2 separate regions of the Urocitellus parryii genome follow, and region 2 is linked to region 1. A link is a contact called in public Hi-C data. All regions are on one chromosome and are shown on one strand. Each heading gives the region's core, a stretch centred on a gene start, on an enhancer-like site or on the middle of the called end of the contact. The rest is flanking DNA. Distances are from core to core; before and after follow the strand shown.

What was found. Hi-C and Micro-C count contacts between places; a contact is called where the count stands out from the background.
Region 2: a Hi-C map of liver shows a contact between it and region 1, with 3 times the contacts expected there. The contact joins the promoter of Gpcpd1 here to the promoter of Shld1 in region 1. A contact is called at or near these places in 2 of 2 Hi-C or Micro-C datasets (liver and muscle).

The regions. Positions count from the first base shown.
Region 1 is chr6:168,787,251-168,793,613 of mUroPar1.hap1, forward strand. It overlaps Shld1 (shieldin complex subunit 1), which reads right to left and starts at 1,485. Exons shown (of 3, transcript XM_077799758.1): 1 at 1,436-1,485. It also overlaps the pseudogene LOC144255459.
Region 2 is chr6:168,913,139-168,919,614 of mUroPar1.hap1, forward strand. It overlaps Gpcpd1 (glycerophosphocholine phosphodiesterase 1), which reads left to right and starts at 5,105. Exons shown (of 20, transcript XM_026385858.2): 1 at 5,105-5,309.

The sequences.
Region 1 (6,363 bases), core at 235-2,734:
CATTAAATTAGTATAAAAAGAAAAAATAGAAACATATTAAATAAGTGTAAGGCACATACATTAAAACCTATATTTTAAATGTTGAAAGAAATTAAGTAGCTGAAGGAAGGGAAAGACATACCATGTTCATGGACCAGAACACTTAATATTTTAAGATCAGAAGACTTAATATTTTAATATTACCCAACTGACCTAAAAGTCAGCACAACTTCTATCAATATTCCAGCTGGCTATTTTGCAAACATTGACAAAATTGTTCCAAAATTCATATGAAAATGCAAGGAATTCAGAATAGTCAAAACAATGTTGAAAAGGAAAAACAAAGTTGGAAGACTCATATTTTCTGATTTCAAAACTTACTAAAAATACATATTAGTGAAGGGTGTGTAATACTAGCAGAAGGACAGACATACAGATCAATGGAACAGAACTGCAAGTTCAAGAGTAAAATCATACATTTATGGGCAATAGATGACGCAATGTGAAAAACAGGTTAGCAGTTCCTCAAGAGGTTAAACATAGATTTACACTTTGATCTGGCGAATGCCTAGGTATGTGCTCCAGAGAAAAGCATATATCCACAGTAGAACTTTTCACAAATGTTAACAGCAACTTCATTATGGCCCCAAAATGTTACCCAGACATCCATCAAATGATTAACAGAAAAAATGATATATGCATACAATGGAATATTGTTGAGCAATAAAGAAATTTAGTTTTGATACAAGCTACACAGACAAGCTTTGAAAACATACGTACTCACATATATGATTCCACTTATATTAATTAGAAAATTATAAAGTACACCAGTAATTGCCTAGCTCTGGGGGATTAATGGTAAATGAAGAATGATGCTACTGGGTGCAGAAATGCACTATAGTCCTGCGGATACAGAGTTTTCCTTTGGAGTGATGAAACTATTTTAAAAGTAATAATGGCTGCCCAGGGCTGTGAACGCACAAAACCCAATGAATCTGGGGCTGGGGTTGGGGCTCCATGGTAGAGCTCCTGCCTTGCATATGTAAGGCACTGGTTTCGATCCTCAGCACCACATAAAAATAAATAAACAAAACCCAATGAATCTTACACTTTAAATAGGCAAATTTTACAGTACGTGAAATTTCTTAAGAAAACCATTTTTTGTAAAAAAATCAGAAGAACCGAAAATCATCCATCCCCCGCTGCCTGTACGTTTCCGGAACTCCCAAAGCCCAGGCAGCCACAGAGCGCCTAGGGTTGAGGCAGAGGAGCGAGGGGGCGGGGAAGAAATGGTAATAGCCTACGGAAATCGTCACAGCTTTCCAATTGTGAAATTGGAATGATCCAACGCGTGGCTGTGGCTTCTGGGGTCTCTTTCCTGCGCCCTTCCCAAAGCGCAAAGTTGATGAAGAAAAGTGGAGCAAAAGAAATCAGCGGGGGCCCCAGTTGCACTCACCGCCCCTCCACAGCCAGAGCCCGGATCCGGAAGTGGCGGCACCATCTTTGTTACGGGAAAACCGAGGCGTGAAAGGAGGTTACTGGAACCATCCTTGCTATGGGCAGGAGAGGACAATAGAAGGGAGCCCGGCCATCTTAACTGAGGGCATTTTCCGAGGTAAGCACTTCACAGCACTTTGGTGATCTGGAGAGGACGCTTATTTTTAAGTATGCTTGGTAGATTCCCGGGGAACAGAAAAAATATTTAAAGTCTTTAAAAAGTTAAATTCCTCAGCTCCAGAGGCAGAGATAGGAGGATCCGCAGCCTCAGCAACAGCAATGCGCTAAGCAACTCAGTGAAAGCCTCTCTCTAAAATAAAATACAGAATAAGGCTGGGGATGTGCCTCAGTGGTTGAGTGCCCCTGAGTTCAATCCCTGGTACCCACGCACCGCTCCCCCCAACAAAAAAAAAAAAAAAAAAAAAAGAGTTAAATTCTTACTATTAAAAAAAATTTTTAACTAGAAGTTAAATAAAGAGCATGAAAATATTTTAATACATTGATTCATTCAGACAGCTGGACACAACTACCAGAATTGTAGGACCATATCAAAAGAGAGAAAAGGGACTGTAAAAGACAAAATGACAACAAAGTCTAATCAGTGTTCTGAAGAGCTAAGCAGAGGAGGTTGGCTTTACAAACAGAAAAGGACTGAAGAAAGCAGAAAGAGAACAAAAAACGAATTGTCGGCTTCAGAGTTACTTTTATCTTTGGGCTAAAACAAGACAGACCGGTGAGGTGGTGGCAGGAGAGGCTGAAGCAGGAACATCAAAAGTTCAAAGCCAGCTTCAGCAACTAGGGAGGCCCTAAGCAACTTAGTGAGACCATGTCTCAATAAATAAATAAATAATTTTATATATCTATATGAGCTGGGGCTAGAGCTCAGTGACAACGCGTTCCTGGGTTCAATCCCCAGTACCAAAACAAAACAGAAGACTTCCTTATTACCCTGACAGTCTGACTAGAACTTCCAGTTTAGGGAAAATTGACTTCCAAGTTTTCAAGTTGGTTTATGTGGCACTTAGCACAGGTGATACCATTCTGATTTAGTTTGGCCTCCTGGGGCCCACTACAGAGTCCAATCCAAATTAAAGGCCTTACATAAACTTTAACAAGAGTGACAGCAATTTTTCTATTTTAGTATCTTCTTGAGCTAATCCTAAATACTCATAGCCTCGCGAAGTTGTCTACAACTGGGATAAGACCCCACAAATTAGAAGTCCTGAATTTAAGATGAATATTTTTAAACAACCCTGGCTGAGGTTTGGCTAACCACATGCCAGCTGCCATGAAGATACACAGGAGATATTCCCATCACTATCTCCCAACCCCATACCTATACAATGACTGGGTTTTGGGGATTTTGTTGTTGTTTTCTCGTTAAGTACTCCATGTTTGCCCTCTCTTATCGCTGAGTTTTTCTCTCATACAAGTTTCCTCCCTTAGAAACATTCCTCTCTTCTTTGCTCTTTTTCATACATCTCAATTTTAGAGAATTCTACCTCCTGGAACCTTCTCTGATTTGTCAAACAGGAGTTAGTTGTCCATGTTCCTCTGTTTATCCTGATTATTCTATATTCCTTTGCCCTTTCCACTTTCCCTGCCAAACTGTACCTGTCTCAGGGGCAAAGATCAGTCTATCTTGTACTCCAAACCCCAGCTCAATGACTCACATATAACTGCTTAGAAATTGCAGTTTCGTGGATGAATGAATAGATCTCACCCAGGCATTTTCCATACACACCCTACTCAACCATTACACCTTCCCAGAACTCTCAAAGACATGATTTGTTCATAACCTTCTTAACAGTGAAACAAACCTTGAAGCCTTTTTGCCATGTCACCTGTACTGGAGGGAAAAAACTGTGTCTAACTGAACTCTCGGGTATTCTCTGGTGGTTTTTCCATAATGGGGCTTGTCTTTCCAGTGAGCTTCTGGGAGCATGTTTCTTAGTCTAGAGTGACTTTCCTTGCCATATAGCACATCTCTGACCATCCTCTCTCATTAATTTCAGTACACAAAAAATGAAAACTAATTGAAGTAATTATGGAAACAAAATTTTAACTCTGCACAGAGAGAGCAAAATCGAGTTTGTTGCATTCCAAATGTAAATTATAAATCATTTTGGATTCCCTGCTCTTTTGTCATTGATTATATAAAGGTTGTAAAAGTGAGTTATGTCACAATTTTATGAAGCTCTTTATATTTCACGGTTGATTTTCTGCCATCAGCTAAGCCAGCTACTTCAAACAAATCTCTTTTCAGCAGAAAGAAGTCATTTTAGTTGAAAAACCAAAATAGCTTTTTCAAAATAGGGTAAGGTTATTTGCAATTATCTTGTCACTCTTTGTCATGATGAACCTCGATCTATCTAATTGCTCTTTTACTTGAGAACTTGACTTTAAGAAATGAGAAAGGAAATAGCAAAAGTTTGAGGGTTAGGGACTTGGATTGTGGCTCAGCAGTAGAGCGCTCCCCTAGCATGTGTGAGGCCCTGGGTTCGATCCTCAGCACCACATAAAAATAAAAAGATAAAATAAATGTATTGTGTCCAACTACAACTAAAAAACAAATACTTTTAAAAAAGTTCAAGGGTTAAAAAATTAATAAGCTTCAAGATATTTTATTGCTTGTTCAATCATGCAATACTCTAATGTCATAATTAATAAACTGACAATCAAAGAAAAATATGGATGGGTGCAGTGGCACAGGCCTGAAATCGCAGCTACTGGGGACGTGGAGGGAAAAGGATTGCAAGTTTGAGGCCAGTCTCTCATCAACTTAACTTTGAGACCCAGTCCCAAATTAAAAAATAGAAAACGAAGAACCAGGGAAATAACTCAGTGATAGAATGCCCTTGAGTTCAATCCATAGTACCAAAAAAAAAAAAAAAAGAAAGAAAGAAAAGAAAAGAAAGAAAGGCTGAGGCAGTGGGCAGGAAAGGAAAGAACAGGCTAGCTGTCAGCTAGACTGTGAGCCTCCCCAGCTAGACTTGAAGGTCTACAAGGAAGTGTGGGTTTTATTTCCCAAGAAATTCCCAGCACTTGGATAATGTTTCAGTCAATATCTTCTTGTATATTTACAAAGAACAAAAAGCTTGGACAGTAAAAACTAAAATCAATACTAACACAATGCTAGGCAAATAGTAAAGACTTTTAAAATCCTACTTGATGGACATTCCATAGTACTAGGAAGAAGACTTTCCTGGCAGCTCAAGTATTCAAGCATTTAATAAAGAGCACAACATTTCACGATATTAGGGGCAGATATGTCTGATCCAACCCATAGCCACCCTCAACTGTCTACACTCAACAGCAAAGCAGCAAGTGCCCTGAATGTGGAGTCAGGAGTGGACTCAATATGGATTCAAGTGGTTGAGTTCTGCTCTCCTACCAACCAATTATATGACTAAGGCCATTTAACCTGTCTCTGAGCCTTGATTTCCTCATCTGCAAAAAGGGAACAATAAATGCTTTCCAGTGTTGGTATATGCTTATAATCACAGTGGTTCAGGAGGCTGAGACAAGAGGATTGCAAGTTCCAGGTCAGCCTCAGCAAGGATAAGGCGCTAAGCAACTCAGTGAGACCCTGTCTCTAAATAAAATACAAAATAGGGCTGGGGATGTGACTCGTTGTTGAATGCCTCTAAGTTCAATCCCCGGTACCAAAAATTTAAAAAATTTTTAAAGTTCTATATTTATTTTGCTAGAGTATTTTTCTATAAGCCTATGTTACTTTTGTAATTCAAAACAATTATAATAATGCTAATGATAGCTAATCTTGGTAGAGTGCTCTAAACTGTACTAAGGGCACTAATTATGTGAATTTCCTTATTTAATTTTCATAACAATGCTGTGATATGCTACTATTGTTATATTGTTGCACAGATGAAGAAACTGACGCACAGAGATTATAATAACTTGTGACAGAACTCATAAATAGCCAAACTAGATGAGAGATATAAACTGTAAATATCCTATTATCCAAAAAGAATGATATTTACTGCTACAGTTTAGATCCTGAATGTTCCCCAAAAGCTCAGATGATAAAGAATTTGATTCCAATGGGAGGTGATGGCTTGGGGTGGGGGTGGGGCCAAAGCAGTGGCTTACTATGTGCAAAATAGAACCATGAACAGATATACCAGTCCAGTCAACCCAGCTCTTGAAGCCAGAATTAGAAAGGCAGTCAATATAGATAGGTAAATCAAGTCAGGTCAGATCAAGGAGGCATTTTGAGTGAGTCCCGTAAGTTGGAGACTGTGCCTCTGAAACCCATGATCCAAAATAAACCTTTCCTCCTTATAAGCTGATTGTCTCATGTATTAATTCCTTCAGAGCCCTTCCTTCACTCTATCAAGAATCTCTCCCTGCTCCAACCTGTTGCCAAGGTAACCTGTCCCAGCTCCCTACAGGGAGCTGTAAGTTTGTTAATGAGTCCTGGGCTGCACCATCCTGCCCTTCCCCCTTCAGCCCACCTGTTTCCCACCTTTTGGCCGTCCCACTGAGCATTCCTGGGCCTAGTCACTTACACGGGAGGGAGAAAGATAAAGAGAAGAGGGCAGGAGAACAAAGGAAGCCTTGGACATAGAAAAAGGGCAGAGCACCTTGCTTCTTGGGGTACCAGGATACCAGCTACGGCCCCCTTCTCCCTCCCGGGAGAAGTCTATGTTACCCCTTTTTAAATAATCCCTGCTTCATATGCTTGCCTCGGTGAGCTTCTCTAATGTTCAAACTTCAACATGTTTGAGGAAGCAGGACTCGTCACCGATAACCAGCAGTAACACTCTCTTCCCCCTCATCTGAGCACGGTGCTTCTGGCTATTGGCATGTTCTTCACCACCTGGCTCCTCATTTATGGTATTACCTCCACCAAGTACACGTGGG
Region 2 (6,476 bases), core at 3,855-6,354, 130 kb after region 1:
CGTGCTCGGCTAGCATGCGTGCGGCCCGGGTTCAATCCTCAACACCACATACAAACAAAGATGTTGTGTCCGCCGATAACTAAAAAATAAATATTAAAAAAAAATTCTCTCACTCTCTCTTTAAAAAAAAAAAAAAAGAAAGAAAATTTGATAACATTTTGCTATGAGCCAAAAGGTGGACCTGAGCAGAACTCTCTGGAAAGTTCCTTGGGACTCTATGATGGTCAACTTGACCAGTCAACTTGATTGGATTAAGAGATGCAGAAGATTAAGAGGCTTCTGGATAAGTCAGTAAGGGTGTGTCTAGGAATGATTGGCATGTGGGATAGCAAACTGAAGTGTTGACCCTCCCTAAGTGTGGGCAGCACCACCCAGGAGGTTGGAGGCTTAAACGGAATAAAAGTTGGAAGAATTAGGAAGCAGCAGCAGATGGAAGCTTGGTTCTTCTTGATTGCTGCCGTGATTCCCTGAGGACATCAGACTTTCATTCACTCTTCCAAAGTAGACTCTGCCAGTGATTTTTCAGGGACTTTCCAGAAGCCTTCAGTCTCAGACTGGGGTAGCATCGCTGATTCTTCTTGTTCTGAGGTTCAGCATCTTGGACTGTGCCACTGCTGGTTCCTCCAGCTCTCCAGCCTCCAGAAAGCCATTGTGGAATATCCGGCCTCTGACTGTGTAAGTCAATCTAACAAATCCCCTTTTCATAATCATACCTCTTGTTGGTTCTGTTCCTCTAGAGAACATAGTATAAACCCTAATAAAACCAAAGGGCAGGAGAGGCATGCAGCCCTTTTCCTTTCTGAGAGGACCCACTCTCTCTCTTGAGAGTGTCCCCTTTTTTCTTTTCCTATCCCTTCAATAAACTTAGGCTTACTCCTCTTAGCCACATGTCTGAAATATTTCTGGCATGAACACAAGAACTAGGGTGAAGAGGGGGGGGTCTTCATTTCTGCATGAGTTTTCTTTTTTGGTAACAGGGATTGAACTCAGGAGCACTCGACCACTGAGCCACATCCCCAGTCCTATTTTGTATTTTATTTAGAGGCAGGGTCTCACTGAGTTGCTTAGTGCCCCAGCTGTTGCTGAGGCTGGCTTTGAACTGTGATCCTCCTGTCTCAGCCTCCCCAGCCACCGGGATTACAGGTGTGCCCCACTGCACCCAGCTCTGCTTCAGTTTTGTGGCAAGACTCTGCCCTAGAACAATTCCTTCATGGAAGGGAGGTTTAGTGAAGCCTGGAAGGGACCTCAGCATTATGGAGGAGCAGGCACTGTGCTAGGTGGCTGCTGGGTGCCTTTTCAACCTTCATCTGAAAAATCCTGTGGTGCCTGAATTTACAGTTAACTGGAGAGGAAATGAATCAAGGATGACAATTGATCTTGCCATTTGAATCTTTCTTGCTTCAAAGATTTTAAACCTATAATGGGCCGGGTTCAGTGGCCCAGGCCTGTAATCCTCAGAACTTGGAAGCCTGAGGCAGAAGGATACCAAGTTCAAGGCTAGTCTCAGCAATTTAGTGAGGCCCTAAGCAACTTAGTGAGACCCTCTCTCAAAACAAAAAAATAAAAAGGACACAGGGGATGTGGCTCAAAGGCACCCCTTAAGTATCAAAGTACAATAAAATGAACCTAAAGTGAATTTGAGAACTCTGAAAGCAACATAGGAAAAAGCTGTAGCCAGTTTGAAATTGGTTTTATGGTTCAGGTTTTTATTTTTATTTTTGGTATTGGGGAGCAAACCTAGAGGTGCTTTACCACTGAGCTACATCCCCAGCCTTTTTATTTTATTTTGAGACAGGTCTTGATAAATTGCCCAGACTGACCTTGAACTTGTGATCCTTCTGCCTCAGCCTTTCAATTTTCTGGGAATTCAGGCATATGCCACCACACCTGACTTGAAGGCTTACCTTTAAGTCACTTGAATTGCTTTGGAAACCAGAAGTTACTTCGATTTCCTCTGTGTGGGAGTGATCTTTATATGAAAGAACAATCAATAGTTAGCACTAGCATTTTATCACGTTCATGAAGCATAAGCAGTGCATATTATAAGTTGGGGAATTATCTGTGATGGCAAACAGGAAATAAATCCCTGAATTCCACGGAAAGGCTTTTTGAGGTACAGGGCTACCAATGAGTTGCACAAAACACAAAAGTGATAGCATTTGAGTCTGATAGTGGAGCAACTGGAATACTGGAGGAATACTCACAATATTTCATAGATTGGGCAAGAGGTAAGTATCAGCAGTGAGTGTTTTATCTAGTCATGATGAATGTTTCTGGGAGAAGAATCAGAACAACAAAACTGATAATAGCTAAAATTGCCAAGATAAAAATGTGCTGTTATGTAAACATTATTGAAAGAATCAATACTTTGTGAAAAAAAATACATGTTTGCAAAATTAAACTCAGTAAAATAATGGCCACAAAAAGAAACTCACAGTGGAAGAAGCTATAGTTGATGGTTTGTTTAAAAAAATAATGGTATGAACATAAAAGTAATTTTATGTGGTAAAATACACATGAAAGGGGGCTGGGGATGTGGCTCAAGTGGTAGTGTGCTCGCCTGGCATGCGTGCAGCCGGGGTTCGATCCTCAGCACCACATACAAAGATGTTGTGTCCACCGAGAACAAAAAAAATAAATATTAAAAAATTCTCTCTCTCTCCTCTCTTCTCTCTTTTCTCTTTTCTCTCTCTCTAAAAAAAATACACATGAAAGGTAAAATGCATATGAAAATATTGAACCTAATAAAAGTAATTTCAGAAAATAAAATGGAACATATCTAGAAGACATAGAAGACACAACAATTTATTCTAGATAACCTAATTAAGAAATTAAATGGGCTCACCAGATTTTTCTGTCAAAATTTATCAATGGCAGTAAAATTTACCAAAGATTTTATTTAAAATGTCACAGACAAAATGACCTAGTAGTAAAAAATAAAATAAAATAAAATGTCAGAGACAGGTAAAATAGAAGACAAGATAGGGGGTCTGGCTCCTAATCTTGCAGTTCTAATTTCAGCTGCAGCTCTTTTTGAAACAGTGAGGTAAGACTTAAATTAATCTCATCAACCATGTGTCTAGAAAATTACAATATTCCACAGAAGTGGCAAGAGAAAGGAATATGTTATTTATGTTCTACTTCAATATCTCAATCATAACCAAATAAACAGCATAATCTAAAATATGTTCTATAACAGTTTGTAAGCAAGACTGCAAAATAGCATCTCCAGGAATCCCTTTTTTCCCTGTGTAGGTCCACATTCTATGTTAATCATCTAATGCTATTGGCTTGTTTCATATCTTTTAGAAATTCCTTAATTTTTGGCCCAGTCAGGGGATTTTTGTTGTTGTAGTTGTTGCAGGATTGGGGGTTGAATCCAGGACCTTGCATAAGCTAGGCAAGTGCTCTACCGCTGAGCCACATCCCAGCCCTTAGGATATTTTTCAAAATGTGTATACAGTTGTCCCTCCATATCCATAGGGGATTGTTTCCAGGACTTCCTGGGATAATAAAATGATTAAGTAAGTCCCTTATATAAATTTAACTGTTTTAGTCTAATTTCTGCACATCTTCTACATCTTTTATATTTAAATCATCTCTAAGTTACTTATAGATGATGTACTCAATACAAGGCAAATTTTGTATACTCTGTTACTTAGGAAATAATGAAAAGAAAAAGAACTCTTTAAATGTTTAGTACAGATGCAACTTTTTTTTCCTGAATATTTTTGATCTGTGAGTAGTTGAATATGCATATATGTAGGGCCAACTGTAATTGTTATTTCAAGAGGATTTAAGGAAGGAATATGGTTTAGGTCTATCATTGAACTATAAACAATTAGGCAAATAATAGCTTGACTAAAAAAATAACTTGACCAAATGGTGAGCACAGGAAAATAAAGATCTATAAACACTTAAAGGAAGCAAATATATGAAAAAATTCATCACTTAAATGACTAACAGCAGAGGAATGAAATTGATTCCAAGTTATCTAAGGACAGTGAAAGCAGCAGACTTTAATAAAGGTATATAATAGGAGGGAAGTTTAATTCTTCAAGAAATTTGGGATTAAAATGAGTGCAATAAAAAATGAAAAAACATTGTATCTTGTGCCCAGCAAAAAGCAAGCACCCATTAATTATTTAATAACTGAATGACTTTGTCAGAAATGTCCTGGGATCTAATCCAAGTTCAAATATCAAATGTGGCCATAAACAATCTGATTTATAAGACTAGAAGCTGTGTCTATAGCAAGCAAGAGTTTTTGTGTTTTTTTTTTAAGCCAAATACCTTCTTAGAAGGCCCATTTGAATCAACTTGTAACTACAACTATCTTTTACTGAAGATAACATCTCCCAAAAATGTGGTTCTTAATTTTCAGTATTTCACTAAATTTAAATGTTAACATAATTTTACTTGAAGTTAAGCAAAGGTTAACCCTGACGCTGGTAGCAGTTTGATTAATACTGATTAATTTTTTGAGGACCATCAAAGGAGAGGGAAATTTTTTTTTTTTTTAAATAGGGTTTATTTTTAGAGACTACAATTTCCTCAGAAAGGGTCTACTTTTAGAAAAGTTCCTTCATACTTTCCTTGGCATACAAACAGCCCCGGGGTGTTGTTGAATGCAGATTCGGTTAGGCAGGTCTGGGATTAGGTGAGTGCTGTCTCTTGATGCTACGGGCCTGTAGACTATATTTTGAATGGCAAAGGATCAACTCTGAACCATTTTAGGTTTCCTGATCTTTATCTTCAACTTTAATGATTTGATCCCAAAGTGACTGCTTTGTAACTGAATGAAAGTTTCTAAGAAACATCAAGCCTTCTTATCTCCCTCACTTTCAAACGTGGAAGAATTGCCGCTTCAGCCTCGGCCCTTAGTCCTTGATGAACGCGGCCTGAGCTTGCGGAACCTCTGCAAGCGCGTTTACCAGCCCAGATAGTAGTAAACCAGCCGCGGGGAACCCGGGGATACCCGTCCACCTTCGGCCGCCGTCGCTGGCCCTTTCCAGGAAAGCGCGGGCCCGCCCCCGGCGCGCGGCCTCCGATTGGACGGGACAGCGCCGGGCGTGACGTCAGGCCCCGCCTCGCCGCCCTCCGGCCCCGCCCCATGGGGTGGCCTGGCCGTTTGGTCTGGAGCAGCTGAAACCGGTTTGAGCGGAGGCGCTCCCTACCGCTCAGCGCTGCCGCGGATCGCCTGGAGGAGCGCTGGCGAGGTGTGGACGGCGGGCGCCCGGCACCTCAGCCTGCGGCCCTCGCTCTCCGGCGCGGCGGTGCCGCGGACCGCTGACCCGGGGACACGGCAGGTAAGGCTGGCGGGCTGGGCGCCGAGTGCGGGCCGCGGCGGCTGCTCACGTGGCAGGCGAGTTGTCAGGGCAGTCCCAGCCCCGGGACGCGGCCGGGCTGGGGGCGCCCTGCCGAGGGGCTGGCTGGGTCCCGCGGCTGCGGCCGGGGCGCCTCGTCGGGAGCCTCGGCGGCCTTGACGTTCGCTGCGGTAAGTCGGTGGGTGGGAGTATTACCCGCTTTTGTTCGCGACCACGGTTCCCCGGGACTGTCCAGTGCTTGGTTCCCTTTTGAAACATGTGGCTAGAATTTATAGAGTGTAGGACCACCAAGAATATACACAGTACTAAGTTAAGGAACAAAGAAACACACAAAATGCAACAGAAGTCCCCTGAATACCCCTTTCCCACAGCAGTCCCTTTGCCCACTACCACTGTGTCCCTAAGTAACTCCCGTGTCTTGACAACTGTTTTTCCCTCCCAATTGCCTAAAAATAGTGACCACAAAAGAAAACTCCCCAAAGTAGCAGAGTGAGCATTTGATATGGACCAGAAGTCTTGGGCTTGCTTTTAAGTCAAGTTCTTCCTAGGAACCACAGTGCCTTTCTTTACTAGGAATATTCCTATTCCAGGAATAGTCATCAGTGCCCTCGATAAAATTTTGAGGCTGCTGTCCTCCTCCACCTCTCTTAAGCTTTGCTTATTCCATATCTCCCCAAACCTGACTTTTCGGAAAAAGCCTCATGAGTTAGGCGCTTCTTCTGGCCCCTTCCTCCCTCACGCACTGCCTAGTTGCAAAGGAAATCTGGCAGGAATTGTAGATACTTCTTTCACCTTGAGGCAGCTGTTGAGTCTGTAGTACCAGCAAAGAGGAACTGATCAAACCAAGCAAAAGCAGGATGTTTGGATCTGAGGGTGTTTTCACACTCCTTTCTGTCACCCTCCCGGTTTCTGCCATGCTCCTATCAACTTACTCTACCTCTTAATGCTGCTGCTTCTATTTGCTACATTTCTAACAGTTATTACATAACTAAGAAAAAAATACAAGCCATCAGTCTTTTTCCTATTTTTAGTGTTCTAGATACAAATAGCACAAAAATCAACCGAGGTAAGACTGCATAAAGCCCAGTCCATTGCTGGTTTAAGATCTAGACAGTGTTATACAAAATTTAAATCTGCAAAGTAAGACAG